Linked DNA regions of Mus musculus: regions 2, 3, 4 and 5 are each linked to region 1. Evidence: chromatin contacts called from public promoter capture Hi-C data. All regions are on one chromosome and are shown on one strand. The core of a region is the stretch at or near the end of the contact, and the rest is flanking DNA. Distances in the headings are between cores, read along the strand shown. Region 1 holds the start of Cck (cholecystokinin). Region 2 holds the start of Pomgnt2 (protein O-linked mannose beta 1,4-N-acetylglucosaminyltransferase 2). Region 3 holds the start of Gask1a (golgi associated kinase 1A). Region 4 holds the start of Ccdc13 (coiled-coil domain containing 13). Region 5 holds the start of Zfp651 (zinc finger protein 651).

The links. Promoter capture Hi-C pulls out the DNA fragments that hold promoters and counts their contacts. Capture Hi-C pulls out chosen DNA fragments and counts their contacts.
Region 2: a promoter capture Hi-C map of liver shows a contact between it and region 1. The contact joins the promoter of Pomgnt2 here to the promoter of Cck in region 1. A contact is called at or near these places in 1 of 15 datasets of contacts at CTCF or cohesin (embryonic stem cells), 15 of 484 Hi-C or Micro-C datasets (B cells, CD4 T cells, CD8 T cells and 6 more) and 3 of 9 other capture datasets (adipose tissue, embryonic stem cells and liver).
Region 3: a contact with region 1 is called in a promoter capture Hi-C map of liver, with 2.5 times the contacts expected there. The contact joins the promoter of Gask1a here to the promoter of Cck in region 1. A contact is called at or near these places in 2 of 39 promoter capture datasets (cranial neural crest and frontonasal cranial neural crest) and 2 of 9 other capture datasets (adipose tissue and liver).
Region 4: a contact with region 1 is called in a promoter capture Hi-C map of embryonic stem cells, with 2.0 times the contacts expected there. The contact joins the promoter of Ccdc13 here to the promoter of Cck in region 1. A contact is called at or near these places in 1 of 39 promoter capture datasets (embryonic stem cells), 1 of 15 datasets of contacts at CTCF or cohesin (large pre-B cells), 21 of 484 Hi-C or Micro-C datasets (B cells, the BV-2 cell line, the Ba/F3 cell line and 11 more), 1 of 115 datasets of contacts at active chromatin or transcription factors (bone marrow-derived dendritic cells) and 1 of 9 other capture datasets (adipose tissue).
Region 5: a contact with region 1 is called in a promoter capture Hi-C map of the C10 cell line, with 2.5 times the contacts expected there. The contact joins the promoter of Zfp651 here to the promoter of Cck in region 1. A contact is called at or near these places in 5 of 39 promoter capture datasets (the 3T3-L1 cell line, the C10 cell line, embryonic stem cells and 2 more), 3 of 484 Hi-C or Micro-C datasets (the G1E-ER4 cell line, bone marrow-derived macrophages and nephron progenitors), 1 of 115 datasets of contacts at active chromatin or transcription factors (stem cell-derived neural progenitor cells) and 2 of 9 other capture datasets (liver and pancreatic islet).

The regions. Positions count from the first base shown.
Region 1 is chr9:121,493,544-121,498,173 of GRCm38.p6, forward strand. Cck (cholecystokinin) reads right to left here and starts at 2,151. Exons shown (of 3, transcript NM_031161.4): 1 at 2,055-2,151; 2 at 774-989. The coding sequence starts at 987. Gm38661 (a long non-coding RNA gene) reads left to right here. Exons shown (of 5, transcript XR_001779325.2): 1 at 1-234.
Region 2 is chr9:121,994,010-121,998,639 of GRCm38.p6, forward strand. It overlaps Pomgnt2 (protein O-linked mannose beta 1,4-N-acetylglucosaminyltransferase 2), which reads right to left and starts at 2,017. Exons shown (of 2, transcript NM_153540.4): 1 at 1,867-2,017. Gm39463 (a long non-coding RNA gene) reads left to right here and starts at 1,977. Exons shown (of 2, transcript XR_871388.3): 1 at 1,977-2,437.
Region 3 is chr9:121,949,029-121,953,658 of GRCm38.p6, forward strand. It overlaps Gask1a (golgi associated kinase 1A), which reads left to right and starts at 1,960. Exons shown (of 5, transcript NM_177743.5): 1 at 1,960-2,119.
Region 4 is chr9:121,837,500-121,842,129 of GRCm38.p6, forward strand. Ccdc13 (coiled-coil domain containing 13) reads right to left here and starts at 1,962. Exons shown (of 16, transcript NM_028384.1): 1 at 1,912-1,962.
Region 5 is chr9:121,757,516-121,762,145 of GRCm38.p6, forward strand. Zfp651 (zinc finger protein 651) reads left to right here and starts at 2,518. Exons shown (of 6, transcript NM_001166644.1): 1 at 2,518-2,710. The coding sequence starts at 2,708. It overlaps E530011L22Rik (RIKEN cDNA E530011L22 gene), which reads right to left and starts at 2,428. Exons shown (of 1, transcript NR_033503.1): 1 at 1-2,428.

The DNA of each region.
Region 1 (4,630 bases), core at 901-3,400:
TCAGAGATGAAAGCTGTCTCAGGGGCCAGCCACGAGCCACGACTCCTGAAGGCTACCCTCGGAATTCCAGAGCTGGGAGGGGATCTGGTTCGCTCTGCTCTCATCTTTTCTCTACAATGAGAGGTTTGGGCACAGAAAGAAACATTCAAAGGGCAAGGCGCAGAATCGCCCATGGGATTCATGGGAAAGGCCTTCCAAAGCGGAGAAGCTCAGCGTTCCAACAGCTACAGAAAGGTAAGATAGAACTCTCCCTGTGAGGTCAGCCCCCTGCTTGCAGTCAAGGGGACGCTCTTGGCCCTTTGACCCTTTCCTCCTGCTCTGTACTGGGGGAGAGGTGCACAAGGCCTCCGGCTCTTTTCAGATCTCAGGCTGTCTCAGCGCCGACCCACTTCCTGCCTGAGGGGTTCCCAAGGTCAGAGCCTGGTGGCCCCCAGCAGAAGCGATAGGGCGGATCTAAGGAATCTTACCAGCACTTGATTATTATTATTTTTTAATGTTGTCCTAAAACGGTTTTATATTTCATCCGAAGACAGTGTCAAAATCAGTTCAGAAAAGGGTCTGTTAGCCGGCTTCCCTTACCAACGAGGTAAGCCCTCCGCCCACCTCCCCTGTGAACACCGCCTGTCTACTGCTCAGCGCTGTGCAGCGTACCTCAGGGAAGAAAAGTGAAAATTTTGCTCCTTGTGCGTCCTCTGTTTCCTCCTCCCTGCCAGTGCTGAAAGGATCAAGATTGGAGCCGCAGCAGAAGCCTGACGGGGAGCGGACACCCTTACCTTTGCGGACCTGCTGGATGTATCGCGCTAGCAGTGCGCCCAGGCGCGCTCGGGGCTCGCCGTCCGTCCGGAGCACAGCCCGCAGCTGCCTTCGGGGCGCCTCTTGCGCCCGCTGCTCCACGGGGTCCGTAGCTTCTGCAGGGACTACCGGCTGCGCCAGGGCGCCAGCAGCTAGGACTGCCATCACCACGCACAGACATACGCCGCTCTTCATGGCTATGGGAAGCAAAGGCGAGGAGAGTGAACCAAAGACTGGCCTCAGCGTGCTCCAGCCCAAAGTCCCGCACACAGAAGTCGGCTGAGGCTGAACATGGGGGCTGCAGCCGGGTCAGACTGGCTCAACCGTAGCCAAGCGAAGTTCCTAGATGCGCCCTGGCCACCGCGATAATTTCTGCCTGGCTTTTGTGTTATCCACACCTGGGACCTGGGAATCCCGCAGAGTCCCGATTTTTCTGCCCTGATCAGAAGCAGCGTTTCCTCTTGCTTTCCTGAAGTTCCAGGACGCCTTTGTAGCTCATCTCTCTTCTAACCAGAAAAGCAGAATGAAGCGTGTGTGTGTGTGTGTGTGTGTGTGTGTGTGTGTGTGTGTGTGTGAGAGAGAGAGAGAGAGAGAGAGAGAGAGAGAGAGAGAGAGTCAGAGAGACAGAGAGAGACACAGAAAGACAAACGGACAGACAAACACGGGGAGGATACTTCTGGAGAGAAATGTGAGAGATTAAATTTATTCACTACATTAAAAATGTCAGGACACTGGGAAACGCCGTTTTAAGTGTGGGCCCATAAAAAGAAGCTGTATTTATATAGATTCTTCTGCGTTTTACGGGAAGTCACTATACAAAGCAAAAGCCAGAAATCTGTGCCCAGTCCTCAGATGTGGCCAAAGCCCTGCTACACTTGAGAACTGAGCAGATGGGTGCTGTATCATAATGATGTGTTTTTATTCCCCAAAGCCTTAAAATTTTTTTAATGCAGCATTTAGAAAATGGGCATAAATCTTTAAACCTCTAGGTAGTTTCTTTTAAATGATTGCAAAGTGCTCCGAACAGCAGAGAAACCCTAAGAGTGGCTATTCCCAGCCTTGCTGTAAACAGAACATACAACAAGTCTCTCCGCAGCAGTACCCACCCAGATGCATTTTAAGGCTATTTCTGACTTCAGGAAATCTTTCTAGCTGTCAAGGGAGGGAAGGCACAGAAAAAGGAAAGACTAAACAGCAAGAGGTGCAAAGCTGCAGGCCAATATTCTTCACACTCAAGATTGTTGGATCAGCCAGCTACTTACCTTTGGATGGGGAAATCAGCTGGCTTGGCGAGTTCCAGCGGAGAAGGCTGCAGTCCAGCTAAGTTGAGGGCAGGCGGGAGGGTGACTGCTCTTAAATAGCTCCTCCCGGTTCGCAGCCAGTCATCTGTTTACCCAGTGCTGACGCAGTCCAGCAGGACACGTGCTCAGAGGCAGCCACTGGAGGGACCACCGATTGATGTGGCCCTCCGGAGAGAAGGGAAGCGTCCCAGTGAATGAGGATAGCCCCTCCCAGGGGGGCACTTTGCATGGGTCTTACTCTTTATCTAAAGAGCTTCCTTCCCACCTGTTCGGCGCCTGTGCAGAGTCCACCTCAGGGAGGGTGCCACCTCCACTCTCGGTGAAAAACAGGAGTTTATCTGCAATGGAGAAGCTGACCAAGTTCAGTGAGCTTTGGGGATCAAATCCTTCAAGGAAACTGGGGGACCCTCACAGGCTGGGTGTCAGCAGATGTAATCCTGGTGTGTTCTCTGGGACCACCTCAGACCTGAGTGGGCTCTCACAAGTAAGAGAGGGAAATCGGGCTCCCAATTTTTCAGAACTCAATTGCAGTTGGCATCCTGGATTCTATTCTTACACAATTGTAAGATCGGGTGCAGCTCCTGCCTTTCTGCGAAAAGCCTCTGGGAAAAAGATTTGTAATTTCTTTCCACGACGACTTCCCAGGGGCCTATCATCTACTGATGCTTTTGGTCGTGAAGTGGCGCCAGAGAGTGTCTCAGGCACTCCCAAGCTCTGGCTGGCTGAGCCATGCGGGCTGGGCTCGCACCTTCCCAAGAGCTCAGATCACCCTTTCCAGTCTAGTCCCTCTAAAGTTATGGGATTTCGCTGGGTGATGAGGATCTTGGCTGAGAAAAAGACTCTTACCAAGCAAGAAGGAGAGAGGGGGCTCTCTCTGCTGTAGTGCGCACAATCCTGCAACCCCCAGTTCTCACATAACAAAGTGATTATCTATGCCCAGGGTGCTAGAATTTGCTGAATCCCTCTAACCCCATTCCACAGAACACATACTGAGGAAGCCCCACAGCAACCTCCTTGCTGCTAGCTTGTAACTTGGGGTCACCACCAGCCAGGGCAACCATGCCCTCAACCCTGTCAAGCTAGGGTGAATGGAGAAAGGGTTAGAAACTCTTTCTAAATAGAAAAGGCACACAGTTTGGGGACTTCCGGCTGAGGGGGACTATGAGAAACAGCAAGTGATGCCAAGAGTTTAGGTTCATGGTTGTGGCTCTAGCGGTGTCTGCAACCTAGAGGCAACATGTTTTAAACAGCAACAGATTAAATGCTGTGGGGTGATTTCCCGCACAAGACAGCTCAGGTTGTGGGAATGTATCTGTGACAGATCGAGCATGTCCGGAATTGTGGATAAAGCAGCTGGGCACAAGGCTGTTCGATATGGTCAGAATCCACAGGCGCTGACTTCCCTGGGTCGGTGGCTGAGATATGGACGCTTAGCTGCCTCCTTCCCTCCATCGCTTGCCTCAAGATTTATGAACTGTGCCCAGCCCCTGAGGATGCGGTGTGACCAAGACTGGACAAAATAAATACCCACACAAATAAACACCTTTGGGAGCCGGGGGCCTGGAGCTGGAACTGGGAGGCGGCTCAGCCAGTGAAGTGCTTGCCTGCAAGTACAAGGAACTGAGTTCAGATCTGCACTAATAGCCAAGGGCGGAGTAAGGATTTCCACTGAGTCTGGTGGTGACATGGAGGTGTCCCTAGGGCAGACACGGGAGACCAGGACAGGTTAGGAAGACAGGAGATGGGAGGGCCATTGAGGAATGAGGACAGATTTATAGGAAGCCTAATATGCTTTTGTGAAATTTATTCACTATCATGAAATGTAGCAGACACTATACGAGTCCTAAGTGCCTACAATAGAACATCCGAATAGCTAGAACAGTAGACATAAGCAGAAACTTCCAGGCATGGAAGCAGCATCTTGCTCTTCAAGAAACCCAAAGGTACTCCGTGTCTGGGGCTGACTGTGAAGTTCTGGGCTGAGAGACAAGGGTGGGTGGGAGTGTATTGGCCACAGGGGGAGTTCAGAAGAAAACACACCAACTGGTGTGTGTCTGGCGGGGCGTGGGGGATGAATCCAGGTTATGGGTGGACAGCTAGAGAAGGTTGTGATCTCAAGTCCTGGACAGAGGGACACTGGAGGTACAACCCAAGACTCTTTCTGTAGATGGTGGCTTCCCACCTGGAAGCTGTAGGAAGAGACTCAAAAGGTGGGAAGCGAGGGAAGAGAAAAGGCATCTCTGCCCAGATTCCCAGGTGTGACAGCCAGAGGAAGGAACGGGAGAAGGGTCCAGCACCTGACCACAGGCAGGGTCAAAGGCCAGAGTAGAAAAGCCACCAGGAGAAGCCAAAGGTGTCAAGGACAGTTAGAAGCTGGAAGAAGGTGGCACAATGGACTCTTTATTTAATAAAATATTGTAGCCATGGTTTCTTCATCTTCCCTGGGAATTCTGGGTAGGACTGATGGAAAATAGGTGGAGCCTGGATTCTATGGCCATAGTGATTCAGTGAGGTTCCTCCAAGCAGCTGAGGCAAGA
Region 2 (4,630 bases), core at 767-3,266, 500 kb after region 1:
TTTGTGGACCCAGTGACCCAACAGAAGCAAAGCTCTGTGCCTGGCAATTATCCAACTCTGTAAGACAGCAGCAATATAAAAACCCATTTACTGACTCTCACTCTATGCAGGCAGCACTCTAAGTTCTGCATATGTGGTCTCATCCCTGCTATAACCTAAGGCAAGTACTATGAAACACACTAAAGGGCATATGCTTGGGACTGCTATATGTATTGTTCAATACACTGTAGCTATTATGGGGAGGGGCTGAAGTTCAAACTCAAGCCTGAATTGCAAAGCCCATGGTAGCCTGTCTGGAGTCTTCCTTCCCTGCCATATCTCTCACCCAACTTGAAAAGCCCTGGGGATCATTTTAGCATCTCCTGAGGGAGAGTGTCCCTCCAGACAACCATGCTGAGGTGACTGACAAGGCCTCTGGGGAACAGAGTGTTGAGTAATTTAATATTCTGGCTCTCTAGAAGCCTTTGCTTATTACTGCTATTTCTGAAAGCAAGAACTTGCCAGCCAGAAGTCCAAGGTTGGTTAGAAGCATGTCGTCAGCTTGGGCTGATGTCACAGGCCTGCTGTCCCAGCTACTGGGGAGGATGAAGCAGGAAGATCATAGCTTAGGTGTGTCTAGGACTTACTGAGACCGTGAATCAAAGCAAAGAGTAGAGAGTGAACGGGTGTAGCAGAATGTTTGCTCAGCACGCAGGAGGCTTTGGATTCATCCTTAGCAAACAAACCAACCCTGACGGCCCTGACAGTCCAGCACACCAGGATGATGCTCCACCAGGGTGAATCCACTCACCAGCTCCCTCCCTTTCCAAGGCCCCCAGGGGCTCTCAGCTCTCACCTCTGAGGATAAAGTATCCAGTTCTCTTCTAACTCTGTCACCACTTGGAACTCGGATCCTTCATGTGAAAGGGCCGGCTGATCCTAAAAGCCTGAGAGCAGCTAGTCTGTGGAAAAGACAGGACCCGGAACCAGAACTCCAACCTTGTCTATAGAGTTGGTGGTCGTGCATGCTAACATTTGATGTGTTCAGAACCCAGACAGAAAGCTTTGCCAGCATTACCTCATGGAAGCCTCACAGCAATTCTTCAAAGAAGGTCTTTTTTCACTCTGTCTTACAGAGGATGAAGGAAGGGACCAGAGAAAGTGAATGAGTTACTTATGGGGACATGGCCGGTAAAGGAGCCAAGATTTTCCCAGTGCCTGGAACAGTCCACACATGGTAAATGAATTGTGCTAATATTCACATGTCCCATAAGCCTAAAACCATCTACACCAACAGGCTCGGGGCTGGTTGGCATAAGGTCAGAGGATACTGGCTGCTCACAACCTGCAGCGTGATTCTGGTGGAAGGTCCCAAACTTTTACCCCGGATTCCCACTAACGATGAGAAAACGGGTTCCTATAGGCAAGTCCATCAGGGTCGTCCGTCAGTAGCCGCCCCCACCCCCACCCCCCCGCCATTGTCAAGCAGACAAACTCCTAACTCCGACTGTCCGTCCATCCGGGTGGTTCTCTACGGAGCCCCAACTGCCTAAAGGTCAGCAACAGGCCGACCCAGGCACCGCTTCAAACGCAGCTGGCGCAGCCCAGGCCCCCACTGCTCATCTCTCCTTGCTCCACGCCACCTGTGCCAAATGTGCACCATTCTTTCCCAGGCACGAGCATGTGCGTCCCCGCGGTCAGAGGCAGTGAAGGCTCCAGCCGAACGGTCCAGTGCGCCATCGGGGGCCGGGCGGTTCAGGCCCACCCCTCCCACCTCGGCGCCTGCTGCAGGCGGCGTCTACCGCCCTGGGTCCGGCAAGCCCGCCGGCCTCCCCTGCAGTCCAGGGTCGGGCACCAAGCCCGGCCCGGCCCGGCCTAGCGCCTCACCTGAAGCCGGGCTCTGTGCCCCGTCCGCTCCGAGCCCGGGGCCCAGCTGCGCCACAGATGCCCGCGCTGCCCACCTGCCGACAGGGTGTCGCAGGTGTTCCTAGTGTGCTTGCCCTGCTGGCGAGCTCAAACTCCGGAACCCGGGCGCGTGCGCGGGCCTTGGGACCCGCCTCTCGGACCTCGGCCAGGATCACCTCTTCGGCTCACAGAATCCTGGGAATTGTAGTTTTCAAGCGAGCAGCATGCACGAGCCTGGGAAGACCAGAAGCTCTTCTTGGTGTTCTGTTTACCCAATTATGAGAGTTCTGATGATAAACTTAAATACAAGATACAGAAATCTTCATATGTAATCTGTTAGAGAAAAAATAATCCATACCTTGACATGCTTTTAAGACTCATAAAGAGACTATTGATGGCTCAGCAGTTAAAGTATTCACTGTAGATGAGCACAAAGACTGAACAGAGCTGTTCATGGTCATTACTGAAGGCTTCTGTGCTCAGTTAACTTCGGATCGTCTCCCCTCAAACCTGAGCCAATGGATCGCTCCTCCCTTACCAGGCTTCTTGTCAGGTATGTTATGTCTCTTTTATACTTTTTCTGGGAACTGCCATTTGGCTTTACAACCAAACTGATGGGGTGTTATCATGAGTGGGTGTCAGATGACAGTGTTGGAGCTCGGACTTGACATCAGGTGAATCTGACCAAAACGGCTGGATTTCTCACTTGGGAAATGGACATTGTGACACTTCTGACACGATGACCCAAATGTCATGTGGAACCTTGTCCTTTTGAGAACTGGGCTGGGGGTGGGGGTATATATTAAGGGACCCTCCTCACTCCTCCCCTCCCCCACCCCCACCCAACTGGCCCGGTTGGCCACAAAGCCTTCCCAGAACCTCAGACCTCAGTGGGCTTCACTCTCATGGTTGTTATTACAAACTCATCTAAAGTAGTCTCTGTCTCTCTGTCTGTCTCTCTCTGTCTGTCTCTCTGTCTCTCTCTGTCTGTCTCTCTGTCTGTCTGTCTGTCTGTCTGTCTCTCTCTCTCTCTCTCACACACACACACACATACACATACCTGTGAGAAGATCAAACAGAGTGCACTGAAGAACTGACACAGAGAGTCGGAACAATGCCACTGGCCACAAGGCAGATCATTTCTGGATTGGGCACCATTTGCCTGTACCATGAAGAAGGCCCTGTGGCTTCCTGCTTCCCCCAGCCCCTACCTGTGCTGCCTGGATTCTTCCTCTTTTCCTACCTCCCCCCATTTGGCTTTTGGTGTTTTAAAAAGCAACAATCTCTTTCTTGGCCTCAAGGGTTGCACTAGTCTGTGGAAGCTCCACATAACTGGCCCCCTGGCCCTTCAGGCCTCAACCTTTGTCCTATCTCAGAGGGTTCTTAGTTTCAGGCAATGTGTCTACCCTGGCTGGCTTGAGCAGAACAATGTGTGTGAAGGAACATTTAGTGACATGTGGGCTCATTAAGATGAGGAGGAACAGACTCTGCATCTAGGGTCTGCTCTGATGACAGTGTCCAAGCCATGTCCAAGAACTATGCCATGCTATCTGGAGATAAGGAGGTCAGCTTCCTCTGACACCATTCCCCATGCATAAGCCATCTCACAGAGTGCTCTTCCTTCATCTGAGTCACAGTGTGCACGTGCTTGGCAGAGCCTGTGTCTCAGAGAGACTCCTGTCTGTAAGGAGCCCTGAAAACTGAGTCCATGGCTCTTCATCTCCAAGGGGGCTCTGGGTGAGAGTAGAGCTATCCAGCCTGCTGCAGCTACTCACCAAGCAGATCACACCTCCAAAAGGCTCTTCCCTTCATAAAGGGGATTTTGTTGACAGGTTTGATACATGGCAGGTAGAATAAGCCTTTGGGGCAGTGTACTTGTTAGCCTGTGGGGAGGACCTGTCAAAATTAGGGAGTACTTCCAAATAAAGATGTTTCAGAGGCAAGAGAAAGAAAGGAGGGAAGGAGAGAGGGAGGGAGAACTGCTTTCTCTGGTCTATTGTTTTCAAATGGCTTTGACATTGACTGGCATCTACTTGTTGAAATTATTGAGCAAGCACCTGTACCCACTGAGCCACTCAGTCCTTCTTCCAGGAACCCCTTTACTAAGGGACACTTACCATTGTGTGTTTTTATCAGCTTTGTGAAAATCACACTGTCAACTTGACTGGATTTAGAATAACCTGGGAGATTAGTGAGGCACGCTTCTGGGTGTGTCTGTGAGGGTGTTTCTAGAGAGGACTGAATCGAGAACACTCCGATGTGTGAATGGCACTGTTCTGTTGGCCAGAAGCCTCAAGGTAATAAAAGGAGGGTGACTGAACTGAGTGCTGGCACTCCCTTCTGCTTCCCATCTGTCTGCTAGCCGCATGCTCCCACAGCCATGTTTGCCCAGGCAAATGGAGCCAAGCAAGTGTGGATCCAACACCCTGAAACTCTGAGCTGAGATAGTTATTCTCTTACATTGTCTCAGGCACTTTGACCATAATGATACAAAGTAACTAATATAAGCCTTCACATTTTTTTTTTAGTCCTTTGTCTGGAGGTTCAGATCGGAATACATTGTATCCAAGTCAAATCACCAAGGTCAAGCAAATTTGACTAATACTTGCAAAACCTGGAAGATATACAGACTGCTCAGTTGTTGTGCTTCCCATAGAGACTCCAAGTTTTCTTTATAAACAACCCAAGGTCTTTTGGGAGATTATTTACAGATCTGGGGGACATGTAATCTGTAGAGGCCTCATAT
Region 3 (4,630 bases), core at 710-3,209, 460 kb after region 1:
CTGTAACTCCGATTTCAGAGATCTGACATCTGTCCTCCATAAGCACTGCAGACACATGGTGCATAGCATACACAAAGGCAGACATGTATAACACAACATACATAAATCCAAAAAATTAACCATCAAAGTCATGTTTCCTTAAATATATCCACATATGTTTATGTAGAGGGTCATGGCACACTTGTATATCTAATGTGGAGAGACAAAGAGATTCAAAACCAAATCCAACTCTTAAACACTTGAGCGAACACTGGGTGGTTGCCCTGTCCTGTGCTTCTTTTGGCATTATTCTTCCAGCTCCTGGGTTGCCAGCCCTTCTAGGATTCTATCTACGTTCAGACTGCAATTAGCAGCGCCCCTGCCCAGCCCTGTTTCCCATTAGCTCCACGTTTTCACGTTCTAGCAGGTAGACTGAGACTTTAAGCTGTAGAGTGGCTTCCTGGTTTTGACTTCCCAACAGTGTTTCCTTTCCTGTAAATTTGCTCCAAGGCATTGTTTGTGGTGATTCAATGCTACAATGTACAGAAAGCATTCAGGGCTGACTGCTTTTGGCACAGCATTCTGCAGTGCTCCTGTGACCCCTATCAGCAATAATCTGATAGTTGTTGATCCATCTGGGGAAGGTGACTCTTGGGGAGCCTGAGGGTGGCTCATCTTCTCTAGTGGTGACCCTAAAAGTTTAAATCCCGGGAGGTTATTTTCAGTTTGGTTCCAAGCTTCTGTCCTACTGTCCACTCTGCCCTAACCTCCAACCATTGTCTACCTCCCTATAAGAATTCTAAGTTCCATCCTTTCATCTTAGCTCCAAACTTGACCATCTAGAGACTGCCGCACCTGGGGATCCATCCCATAATCAGCCTCCAAACGTAGACACCATTGCATATGTCAGCAAGATTTTGCTGAAAGGACCCTGATATAGCTGTCTCTTGTGAGGCTATGCAGGTGCCTGACAAACACAGAAGTGGATGCTCACAGTCAGCTACTGGATGGAACACGGGGCCCCCAATGGAGGAGCTAGAGAATACCCCAGGAGCTAAAGGGTCTGCAACCCTATAGGTGGAACAACAATATGGACTAACCAGTACCCCCAGAGCTCGTGTCTCTAGCTGCATATGTAGCAGAAGATGGCCTGGTCGGCCATCATTGGGAAGAGAGGCCCCTTGGTCTTGCAAACTTTATATGCCCCAGTACAGGGCAACACCAGGGCCAAGAAGTAGGAGTGGGTGGGTAGGAGAGAGGGGGTGGGGTGGGGGTGGGTGGGCGGGTGGGCGGGGTATAGGGGACTTTCAGGACAGCATTTGAAATGTAAATGAAGAAAATACCTAATAAAAATTGAAAAAAAAAAGAATTCTAAGTTCCAAGTATGAGACTTCTTAGGAGCAGTCTTTTCAGAAGTCTAGGTTCTCCTTGGCAGCCACCAGCTGTTAGCAGTGAGGCCAGCAGGATCCTGCACCACAGATAGCAAGCCCAGTGCAGACACAAAAAAACTATCTACAGCCAGAGCAGTATCGAGTATTGATTCCTTACTCTGGCCCCTGAATGAGGTTCTGCTATTGTTAATGACCTTCAGTGGTTAATGGATATTTGCCTCCCAAACCGCCCTTGGGCACTGTGCCCAAAGAAACTGGAGAGGTGCCAGTGGCAGACTGGTCTTCCTGAGGTTTTGCAGAGGAGAGGGCCAGTATAGGGAATCATCGTCCGGGCGGCCCCATGAGTTGCACCCAAACACCTTAGAGGCGCGATTGGGGCTCCTCTGAGCCCAGCCCAGGCGCTGAACCCAGTGGGGGTACGGGTGGGGGAATGGTGAGTGTGTGTGTGTGGGGGGGAGGGGGCGGGAGTGAGACTCTTTCCTTCCTAGCACCAGAGACCTCACTCCAGGCAGCTTCTGTTGGCCAGAAGTGGGTAGGGCTTTTATTATGAAAGGGGCCTCCCCCTTCTGTGCTTTCTGGGGACTGGGGAGGCTGGGCTGCGCTGCTAGGCTGGGGCTGTGCAAACTCTGGAAAGGTCCCCAGCGGCTGGAGGAGGCTTGTGTGCCACAGGACTCTGCAGACTCACACGTAGACTCACATGCGGAGCATCCTGTGTTGTGTCCTGCCCTGCAATCTGGTGGCGGGGAAAGGTGTGGACCTAATCCCAACCCTGCCTGGAAAGTCTGGGCTCCAGGGATGAGTCTGCCAGTAGGCTGAGCCCAGGAACCTGCTGCAGTACCGTGGGGACATGGTAGGAGCTGCTGAACAGGGCGGTGGGTACAGGTGGGTGCCAGGGCAGGCAGCCTTGAAGCCTCGCATGAGTTGCACAGGTGGCATCCCAGGCCACAGTTATACCTCAAGCTTTTTCATGGGGTCACAGTGACTTTCATTTGTGCCCTGGACTGGAGAGTCTTCCTCAAGGACCCCTCACGTGTAGATGAAGAGTTATCTAGACAAAATGCCTGTAGGAGTGTAAAGGACTCCTTTGAGCACCCAAGGCAGACGATGGGCGAGGACCCTAACCCTAACCCTTTCAAGTCACCTCCTTCCTTCTCAAAGATGTGTAAATTTCATGGTGTTCTTATGGCTAAGTGGTGTATTGATGCTTTAAAAAAAATGCCTTGTATCACCTTTGAGTTAAAGTCTTACTGCCCCACCGCCTCTGCCTGCTGGACAGAGTGGTCATGGGGATGCCTGAGGAGTCACTGATAAAGTCTAGGACCTGTGGACTTGATTCTTTTCCAACCTCACAGACACTAAGAGAGGAAAACAAGAATGTGAAAACCTGCCCTTGTGGCGTTAGCTGAGGTACTGATATAAACCTTAGGGCACATTGATGTGCTCTTGCCGCTGACAGAAAACCTGCAGCCCAGGTACCAGGGTGTGTGGAGTGTGTTGGAGTGCCATTGCCTGCTCTGTGACTCCCTAAGGGGTCCCTTTCTCTCCAGGTTTCGGGGTGGGGTTGCAGATGGGAACTCCCCAGAGGTGTTTCATGGGAAGTTGACCTATGGCCCAGGAACTCAGCCGACCTTTGCAGGAAGTAGGTCAACATGGGAGCAGTTGTGCCACTGTGGGGGCCCTGACCAGTGAGGGCTGGGGCTCGGTCCTGAGGCCTGGATTTGCTCCTGGCATCTCTACAACCTTACAAGTTTCCTGCAAAGCTCCACATGAGTAGGAACTCTTGTGTCTGAGAGGAGGCATGGCTGGAGGTGCAGGGTACGAGCTGAGGTGCTGCTGGAATCCTGGTTTAGGAACAAGTCTCCCATTCAAAAATTATGACCCACAGCCATGTACTCTGAGGGGTGTTAGTGGTCTCTGCTCTCAGGCCATTTTAGGAGTCTCTTCTTTCCACTACGTAGGTTCTGGGGATCGAGCTCAGCAAGGTGGGTAAATGCCTTTACCCACTCAGCCATCTCAGTGGACAAAATTCTGTAAACTACATTATCCTTCAGAACAAGGCTAAATGATATCTCTCCATTAGATTTCTGAATGGGTCTTTTACAGTTACCTTCGTAATCATAAAAGCAGACTGGAAGCAGTTCCAATAATAAATGAGTGTGCTGCTATTCATGTCCCCATTGCTGTCTTGCTTGGGGTTTTTGATGGCGCAGTCATCTAGGTCCCTACATCCTGACTTCCAGGCCTAGCTAGCCACCCCTGCTGAAGGATGGTACCGCCTGCACCTGGTGACACCTTTCGTCCACTTCTCTGCCACTGGCCATGGACTTGGGTTTCTCTTAAGTGGCCTCTGGAAGGAACTATGTCACGCTGTTTACTTGTGGGCAGTTTTTGTTTGGCTTGAAAGGTGTTTGCTTGCAATGGGCAAACATCCTCTTCCACCATCCAGAGAATTCACATCCCCGAGTCTTGGCTGGGGCAGCAGGTTTGTGGCTTTATGCTTAGGAGCCAAGTTGGGGAGCGATTTTTCCAGAAATGCCATCAGCCAAGAGCTAGCTAACAGCTAAGGAGGGGCTGGGACTAGGGAGGAGAGAGCTGTATTTGTGGATGGCAACTAGAGAGGGAGGCATGAAGATGCACGGGGCTAGCTCTGTGGATAGCCTTTCCTGTGTCCTGACAGCCCGAGAGTGTAGCATGAGATGGCTTTCCTCGGCAGTGCAGTGTTTCTTCTCACTGGCACGGCAGTTGAAAGGTGGTAGTCATGGTCCGGTGCTCATCACAGGCACAGGTTGAGCTTTGTGTCGTGGCTAGTGAGACTGTATCAACAAGAGAAGTCTGATTCCTTCCAGCTCCGGCCTTGGCTCTGTCCCACCATGCCCTGAGGTAATTTCTCACACTCTGGGCTGAAGGAGACTTTCATGTTTTCATCAAGGAATAAAAAGTTGACTTGGTTCTTAAGAATGCTTGATGACACATCTGAAGTAGGACGCATAGTAGGACGCGTAGCCTCTGTAAGATGAGTTCAGGGAGTGATGATTTCAAAACACAAAGAACCCACAACTCTCTTCATCCTTTCTCCAAAGGAAAGGAAGGCTCCAACCTGGAGCTCATAGGAAAACTGGCAGCCACAAGGAAGGAGAGGAGAGAGATGGGGAGGGCAGTGAGGGTGTCGCCCAGAGGTGCTGTGCTGTGTGGCACGCCTTGTCAGGGAGGTGGCAGTGTCTGTGATGGTCTGTATGGAGCGGGGCCTGGTCTTAGGCCTG
Region 4 (4,630 bases), core at 712-3,211, 340 kb after region 1:
GGGCTATTACCATAGTTTATAACTCATGTCTCTCTCTGCTCCTGCCTCACCCCATACCACAGCCTGTTTGTTCTTCACACACTTGGCCCTGACACTGTCCAACATGCTCTCCTCAGCACAAAGCCAGGGCCCCTCCCCTCCCGCGTCAGCACTAGGGGTGCCTTGGGCTCACAGCTTGCACTCTGACTGCTCCTTCTAAGTTCTTGTCTCCGTGTGTTCTCTGGTTGCCTCCTGGACATCTCTGGATTCAATGGGTTTCCACTGGGATGACTCCCCTGAGCTCCTGACAAGCGCTGCCCCTGTCCCCACTGTATATGAGTTACCTTTCCCATTGCTGTGGGCAAACGTGTGACCAAAGCAACTCAAGGTGACTTAGTTGGCTCACAGTCTTGGAGGATACAGCTCACCATGTTGGGGAAGGACAGCACCCACAAGTGGACGGCTGCAGGGGGTCCACTGTGGGGAAGCACGGACAGATGAAGGCTCCACTCCTGCTTTCAGTCTGGGGCTCCGTGGGATGGCGGGTCTTCTTTTCTCAGCTAAACCTCTCTGGAGACACCCTCATGCACTCGTGCACACACACAGAGGAGTGTTTCCTAGATGGCTCTAAATCCAGTCAACTTGCTAGTGAGTATGAACTGTCCCAACCCTTGCTTGTACTCACAGAACACCATCTCCCTGCCCAGGTCATTCACCTTTGCTCCTGACCTGTAGCACACGTTACATACCAACTGTGCTTCCTCCCACTAGTACGTACACTACCAGAGGACACACACTTTAACTTTATTTTTAGCTGTTTGAGACAGGGTCCTGCAAGGGCTGGCCGGATGACCTGGCACTTGCTGTGTAGACCAGGCTTGCCTCAAACTCTTGGCAATGCTCCTGTGTTGGTCTCTCAAATGCTGGCTATGTACCAACACGCCTACCAGGATCATTATTTTCATCCACTTTGTTCATGGCCATGCTACAACAGGACACAGTAGGTGCTTAATGAATATTTATAAAAAAAACATGAAAGAATTTGGCCTTTTTTTTAGACAACTATACTTTGTAACCAACAAACTACCTTAAAACCACAGATAACCCTAATTGCTTACAACTTTTGTTTTCTCTTTAAGACAAGATGTTGGTATGCAGTCCCGTCCTGCTTCAAATGTGAGTATGATTACCAATTTGGGACCAGCATGGGTCTTCTAGTGAGTTTTAAGGCCATCCCAGGCTACAGAGTGAAACCCTACTCAAAAGACCAAGGAAGAGAAAAGCTGTGCGCAGGACGGTGGATGGGGCCTTGAGCACCCATCACTTCTCACCAGCCTGCCACTTTCTAGCTCACCCACGCAGCCCATCCCACCTCCCCATCCTGTATGTTTTTACAAGCCAGAATGAGGGTCAAGTCAGGGCAGCAGCCACGTGCTGAGTGGCAGCTGCAGAAGACCTGCTTTCTAGTCATGCCCACGCAGGTCGCTGGGTCGTTCCTCTGCCTCACGAACCCTCCTCGCGCGGAAAACACGAGTCTGCCCAGGGAGGGGTGGGAACAGCCCGGCCCCAAGGAGAGGCCATTCGCAGGGTCTATGGTTTGGTTTCCCAGTCTTGGCTTCTCGCTGCTCGGCCCCCAGTTCGATCCCCCTCTCCCGGCTCCACTCTAGGCTTCCGATTCGGTTCCTCACTCTCGCCACGGTTCCGGTCCCCACTTGGCCCCTTGTTTGGTTTCCCGCTCTGTCCCTGGCTCGGTCCTCGCTCGGCTCCCGGTTCGGTTCCCCGCTCTCGGCTCCACTCTTGGTTCCTAGTTCGGTTTCCCGCTCCGCTCGGCTCCCGGTTCAGTTTCCCCGCTCAGCCCCCGGTTCTTTTTCCTGATCCGCTCCGGTTCGATCCTCGCTTGACTCCCGCTCTACTCAGCCTTCCTCCACTTACCGCGGCTGCGCTTCGGGGTCTGTCTTAAGGGCCGCGGGCACTTCCTCCGCCCTTCCCGACGCCGGCATGTGCTGCCTTGGCAACCGTCACCAGGGAAACCAGCACGGTCGCGCGCGTCTACGGGGGCCGAGAGAGCCTCTAAAGGTCTGAGCTGAGCGTGCTGAGGGGTCCGGGAAGACCCACAGAACTGCACACACCAGCTGGACATGAGAATGCAAAGTGCCTACGAAGCCTCCACTCTTCCGGAGTGTATTTTATTTAAGGATTTGGGGGGTCTGTTTGTTTTTGTTTTTAAAGGTAGGGTATCATACAGTCCAGACTGGCCTCAAACTCGCTCTGTAGCCATGCATGACCTTGAACTTCTCATCCTCCTGTCCTTATTGAATGCTGGATGACACAGGCTGCACCACCGTGCACAACCGACCTCCAGTGTCTTTGAAAAAGTAGGATGCATATCCTACTGGCCTCCAAGGGTTTTGGAAAGTGGACGGTTTTTATGAAATGTAACATAGTTAACCATATTATCTTTGGAAATACAAAACAAGGCGGGAAGAATGTTGGGTTATGATTGTGATTGGAGTAGGCCAAAATTAATAATGCTAAAACCAAAACCAAACCAAAACAAAACGCTTCCTCCTTTTCAAACAGCGCACAGAACTAAAAGAGGAATGTTGAAAGCGTTTATGGGTCACATCGCAGGATGACAAGACACATCCCTCGCCAGTCAGTCTAGTCCAGTCCAGGAGCTGATTCAAGTTCACCCCAAAACCCTTTTTCAAAAAACAAAAGGTGGAGAGCAGTTGAGGACAAATAATGAAGACAACCTCTGTCTATCCCATGCACATGTGCACCGACACAAACAATTGCACACACCCATACTAAGAAAACCTAGACGTGAAACAACACACAGGCAATTATATCAGTATGGTAGGATTTTAGGTCTTCTTATTTATGAATTTATTTATTTATTTGCATTTTAGAAGATTTTAAAAAACAGTGTGTGTGTGTGTGTGTGTGTGTTTAAGAAAATACTTAAAAAAAAAATCTCCCAGTTTGACATTGCTGTATTTCAGGGACTTGAAGGGAGGCAAACACATAGGAAAAATGAGCTGAGGGAGGCCAGATGCTCTCACTAGCCTTTATAATGTGAAAGTCTCCAGCTATGTTAAACCTGTTTTTCTGCTTCCCATTTACTTAACGTGAGTAGTACATCACTACTTGTGAAGAAGATACAGGGCTGGATACCCACAGCCCTGCATCCACCTGCCCACCCCCTCGCAGTACAGTACAGTGTGTCCAGGTGCACAGCATCTCCTTCATAAAGCTTCTCTCTCTCTAACTCTCTCTCCTTCTTTCTCTCTCTCTCTCTTTGTGTGTGTGTGTGTGTGTGTGCCCATGGAGGCCAGAAGAAGGCATTGGGTCCCCTAGGGTTGGAGTCTGTGATGGTTTGAATATGCTTGGTCCAGGGAGTGGCACTATTAGGGGGTGCAGCCTTGTTGGAATAGGTGTGTCACTGTGGGTGTGGGCTTTAAGACCCTCATCCTAGCTGCTCAGAAGTCATTATTCTGCATGCAGCCTGAGGATGAAGATGTAGAACTCTTAGTTCCTCCTGCACCATGCCTGCCTGGATGCTGCCATGCTCCCACCTTGATGATAATGGATTGAACCTCTGAATCTGTTACTCAGCCCCGATTAAGTGTCCTTATGAGAGTTGTCTTGGTTGTGGTGTCTGTTCACAGCAGTAAAACCCTAAGACAAAGTCACTGGTGGTTGTGAACCTCCTGACGTGGGTCCTCTGGAAGAGGAGGAATTCTTAACTGCTCAGACATGACTCCAGCTGGGCAACTCTTTTTTAGCATAGTTTGGTAAATTTAAACTCTGAAGGGAACCAATCCTTTTCCATCTCGCTTCCCTCCACACCCACTGCATGCTCAGTTTCCCTGGGCCCTTGCTTCCTCTCTGCTTTCTCCTCCCGATGCTCCAGATGTGCTATGTGACCAGAAAGCACAAACCAACAGGTCTTTCTTTTTTATGGTCTTCAGTGGCCTATGTGTTGGGCCGAGGCTGAGAACTGAAAATCTGCATGACTGCCAAGAGGCAGAGTGGATTCAGTAGATAGAACCACAAAGCGGCAGGGTCTTCTCCACACTGCGCATGTGCCATTCACCCACTTCATAATCACGAGGCAGCTGGGTGCTGTGGAGAGAATAGGAGCCAGATGTGCTGATAAGGTCCTCGAAAAGTGCTGCTCCTAGAAGCAAGCCAGGCTTCCCTTAGGATGAGAGCACACCGCATGAGAGGATATAGAATCTCAGCTGGCCTCCTAGGGTATGTATTAGAAAGCTTCAGGCATGAATGTACTGCAATCCCAGCACTTTGGAGGCACAGGTAGGAGGACCACAGATTCAAGTCCAGTCTGGGCGCTACACAGAGTTCCAAGCCAACCTGAGCTACATAAAGAGAGCCTGCCTGTCCTAAGAGACTAAGGACTGGAGAAGTACAGAGAGAAGCTCTGCAGTACAGTGCTTGCCTGTTTTGTATGAGGCCCTGGTTCTATCCCCAGCGCCACACTGTGCACGCGCGTGCGTCACAGGATGGCTTTCCAGGTAACTTTTATAGGAGTGTCTGCTTGCATGTATGCCTGTGCACCCTCTGTATGTCCTATGACTGTAAAGGCCAGAGAGAGCCTCAGGTCCCCAGGAAGCTGCGTCACAGGCAG
Region 5 (4,630 bases), core at 1,268-3,767, 260 kb after region 1:
TCTCGGGCACCTCGAGGGAGGAGTTAGAGCTCTGCATTCAGGAATCAGTACACCACAGCACAGGCTGCATTCTGAGGCCTGGGCCTCTTGCCATAGCTGCTTCCTCCCTGTGGTTTACAGCAGCCCGGTGTTGTCTTCTTCAATACCAAACCTCATACAAGCAGTAAGACCAAACTCCTGAGGCTGAGGCACCTGGGAGATACCAAGGCAGAATGTGGGTTTTAAAAGGGCCAGAACTACACCTATGTCCACTGAGCCCTAACCCTGATCCCTGCTGCCCACATGCAGATTCTGAGGACCATTGTCTCTGCCCTAACTTTAAGAGGAGTCTGCCTCCCTGAAGACTATGTCTGGAAACACTTAGGGCTCAGAAGACCTCTAGAACCCCCACTACTGGGCAGACATGTAGGACCCGATGGTCTCTGCACAGCAGTGATGGACGTAGGCCTTGACACTGCTGCTGGTCACATCTGAGTTAAAGGGATGGGGGCTTCCGCAAGAAGTACCACGGCCCAAGGTTGTGGAGGACTAGGGTCTCTGGGAGCCTTTTGGAAGTTAACAGGGAGGCTCTCCTGTAAGGCCCTGGACTTGGTGTGGGAAAGGGAACCTGCTGGTTTGCATTAGGCTCCCACCCTTGTGCAGCTGTGGCCCATTAGTGCTGGACTCAGCAGCCAAAACTGAGGGAGATGGAGGCCACGTACTGTACACCCTCCCCTTCCAGCCTGCACCACCCACTTTTTGGACTGCCTAACTTGCATTTCTGTTACCTGGTGAGCGTAGTTTCCCCAGCCAAGTGCAGGAACCCCAAGCAGTCTGGGGTTGTCTCCTTGTTCTCCAAAGTGAAGTTTGGCCTGGAGTCACTCAGCTTTAGGGGTCTAAAGCACCCACCTCTATCATGGTAATGAGTGCTCTGGCCCCTAAACCAACCAACAGAACTTGAGGTTGTGGCCTAGAATCCTTCCTCTGCTCCCATCTTGTCCCTCCAGTTGGCTGTACCCCATGTCCAGACCACTCAGTTCTGCAGCCATGAACACAACGGGGCTTCTGGCTTTTGCAGCTGTTGCCAGTGACAAGCCCAGTGTGCCCTCTTGCCCTCAGTCGGAGTTCAGAGAACCCAAATGAGACAGCAGGGGGTGGGGTAGGGGTGTCACTCCTTTACCTTAGCCAAGGCCAGTACCAGCTTCTTCCAACCTCCCAGCACAGCGTCTACATGTTTTCTCTCTCTGCGGGACTCTCCTTGTCCACCCAGTAGGTAGACAGCCCTGCCCTTCCCACCTCCCAGGTCAGTGCAGCAATCAACTGGGTCAGACGAGAAACTTGGGTTTTGGGAAGTGTAGGAGACATCATCGGTAATTGACAGGTTCACAGCTTCAGCCTAGAGCCTCAGATTCGGGAACCCAGGTAGGGGCATGCCCTGCGCATGTGAAGGAAGGGGCTCTCCTCACTGTCCCTACCTTTCTTCACCTACTCAGCTTCCTTGCTCAGGGGTAGTCAGCCCATGTCCAGTGAGAGATCCTTGCATTCTGAGGGGACAGACCTTCGACTATTTGATGACACCTGCTTGGCTCCAGAGAAAGAGCTACAGCACACCATGAGGAAGGCGCACACCCAAGGAGACTGCTATGGCTGGAGTGGAATGGCCCGGCTGGAGCAGTGTTGGGAGAGTGACTAGGCTGAACAGTGGGTAGGGGTGCGGGGCGTCCGAAGGAGAGACCACGGTGGTAGTCCGTAGTCCCGCCCTGCTGTCGCTCGGCCTGGCAGCGTTCCTTCGCAGCCTCCTGCCAGCACAGCCAGCCCCCTGCCCCCACGGAGCCGGTGCCAGAGCAGCGTTCCGCAAGCCGAGCTGCATCTTCCCAGCGCCGAGGCTGCGCGGAGGGCCCCTCGGCCGGGCCTGGGCCTCTGGCCCCCACCCGGCTGTTCCAGGTAGGTCATCTGAAAGGCTTCCGTCGTTGCGGCGGTTGCTCGGAGGTTCTGCAGCCAGAGGCCCCCAGGTAGGTTCGGGAGACTCAGAGCAAAACGCGTGGGAGGCCGGAGCAGCTACAGACCCCAGACTCACCCCCAAGTCGGAGCAGCCGGAGTCACAGGGGGCGGGAGATGAGCGCGGCTGGGGTACGGGTCCATCAGAGTCGCCTGGCTCAGGGGAGCAGGTGGGTCGGGGGGCGGCGCGCTCTGCTCAGCGACCTCACGCCTACCCTGGCCCCGCCCATGCAGAGCAGCGGGAGGACACCCGGGTTAGACTCCCGGACGAACTTCCCAGCAAAGAAGGGCAGAGAGGGACTTCGCGCGGGAGGGTGGGATCGAGCGGTCCAAACGCTCCCACGTCACCAGCCGGGTCGGTCCGGGGACCCCGAGGCTCTCCCGAGGGCAGCTGCATCGAGACGGCGCGCGTCCGCGCCCCCAGCCAGCACGCAGGGCGGCCTGGCCCTTTAAGCGTCCAGACGGCGGCCCCAGCTGACGCGCGGGCTCCAATCGGCGCCCCGCGCCCCCCGCCCGCCGCGCCCGAGGCTCCCGGGCCGCAGCTGCTCGGCCGGGACTTGCCGCGGCCCTGCGCCTCCGCCCGCCCGGCCGGCCGCGCCCCCGGGGCCATGGTCGCGGGGCCCTGCGCAGGGGCGGCCCCCAGCGCGGCGCTTCATGGAGCGGCCCGGGCCCGGCCCTCGGGGGCAGCGCGATCCTGCGGGGCCCTGTGAGCTCCCAGCGCCGCGGCACCATGGTACGCAGGGCCCTGCCTGTCCCCCCGCTTATCCGCCCACCTGCGAGCGCCTCCTTTCAGAGCGCACGGCCCCTTGGGACCCGGTGCAGGGTCTGGAAGACCTGGCCCCTCCCCCGGGGTCCTCGACCCTATCTGTCCGGTGTGCAGGGCCCAGAGTGCGGCGCGGCGGCGCGGCTCAGGGGTGAAATTCCTGGGGTGGGGGGTGCAAACGCGAAAGGCCGAGGTCTTGCTGCGCACGGGCGGAGGGGGGAGCTTCTCTGCGTCCGGACGGCGCCGCCCCGGGGCTGGTAATGGGGGGAAAAGGGGGAGTCGGATTCCCGCCCGGGCCTTGGGCCACGTGGGCGCTGCAGCCGCTCTGCCGGAGACTAGGATGGATCGCTCCATAGGCGGGGGGCGCCCACAGCTGGAGTGGAAACTCCTGTGTGACCTTGGGCCGGTCCCCTGCCGTCTCTGAGCCTGTTTCCCAGGCCTCTCCAAAGAAAGCATCCAGAAGTCATGAGCCTGTACCCCTGCCGCCGGGGTTTCACCAGATGGCCTTTGGGAGGCAAAAGCTTGGTGGCCTCTGCAGGTGTCCCTCTGGGGGAGGGCTGCGATGCAGCTGGTGTACCCAGGTGTTGAGAAGCCTCCTCAGCTTCAAGGAGCCGGAAGCATCTGGCCAGAGGCTACACAGCTGGTGGGCACTGATCCGGAAGGGGCCCTGCCACTGGCTGGCAGCATCTCTGGTCCATGGCTGGGGAGGCTGCAATGTGACTTTAGGGATGCCTGGGTTTCTGCCAGGCTCAAGTGGCCCTGCCCAAGCAGGAGGTCCCTGGGGAAGCTTTGTAAAGGGAAAAACGGGGACCCCAAGCCTGGAATAAGTGGTGCCATGGGGGGGCCTTTCCCTGCCACCGTCCACCCCCCAGTAGTACAGACACCAGGACCTGCAGGTGCAATGACTGGGAAGGAGGCAGGACCAGAGGGTGTGGTGACTGTGTCTGGATGCTTAGGTGGTTCTCACACCTCATGCTTCCACCCACCTCACTTCCAGGACTCTCCAACTGCCTGTCTGAAGTGTACCAGGCAGAAGGGAAGGGTGCTGGAGTGGCAGGATGGCCACAGCTCCATGAGTAAAGCCTCTCTGGGCCTCAGTTTCTCTAAGAAAGAGGAATTGGTCCCAGAAAATGAATCAGAGTGAGTCAGAGAGGGATGGGCGGGGCCCCGTGCCACGTCCCTGCTGGACGGCCCAGCAGTTCTGGGATAGATTCAAGAATGGGTGGCTGGTGGGGGTGTGAGGGGTGGAGGGAGCTTCAGGAAGGCAACGTCTGTTGGTGGAGCGGAGGGCAAAGAGTGGGCATGTCTTGGGCTGCTGGCCGAGGGCACAGGTTCGAAGCTCCTTGGGGCTCACCCGCAGCTTCTCCTTTAGCAGAATGACAAGGGAGCTCAGAGTCCATGCTCTCTGTCTGGCCCACCCACTGCTGACAGGAGAGAGGACTTAGAGGGGACAGCTTCATCCTGGGACCCCTAAGGAAGGTGGGGTTGTGTCCCCCATTGGGATGCATCGGCATTCACACACTGGAAGCTTTCGTCTCCACAGGCAGAGCCCATGGAGCATCCAAAGCCAGCCGTTGTAGGGCCGGACTGGCCAGTGTCTGCTGAGCCCCAGGCCCTATGTGAGGGATAAGACAGGCCCATCTCTACCACCCGACTAAACAGGACTGTTCTGGGAGTGGGGCAGGGCCTAAAGGCCTGGCAGTCTGATCTGTCAGTCACTAAGGTCCCTAGGGGGCTCTCCAGGAGGTGCGACCTCCAAGACAGGACCAGCCTGGAGCTTCTGCGTCTGGGCTGGGGTGCCGGAGTGTGGCAAACAGAGAAAACAGCCCGTCTTCCCCCAGGACCCTGTGTACAAAAAGCTGCTGTAGCTTGAGTGGGCCTGGCTGTCTT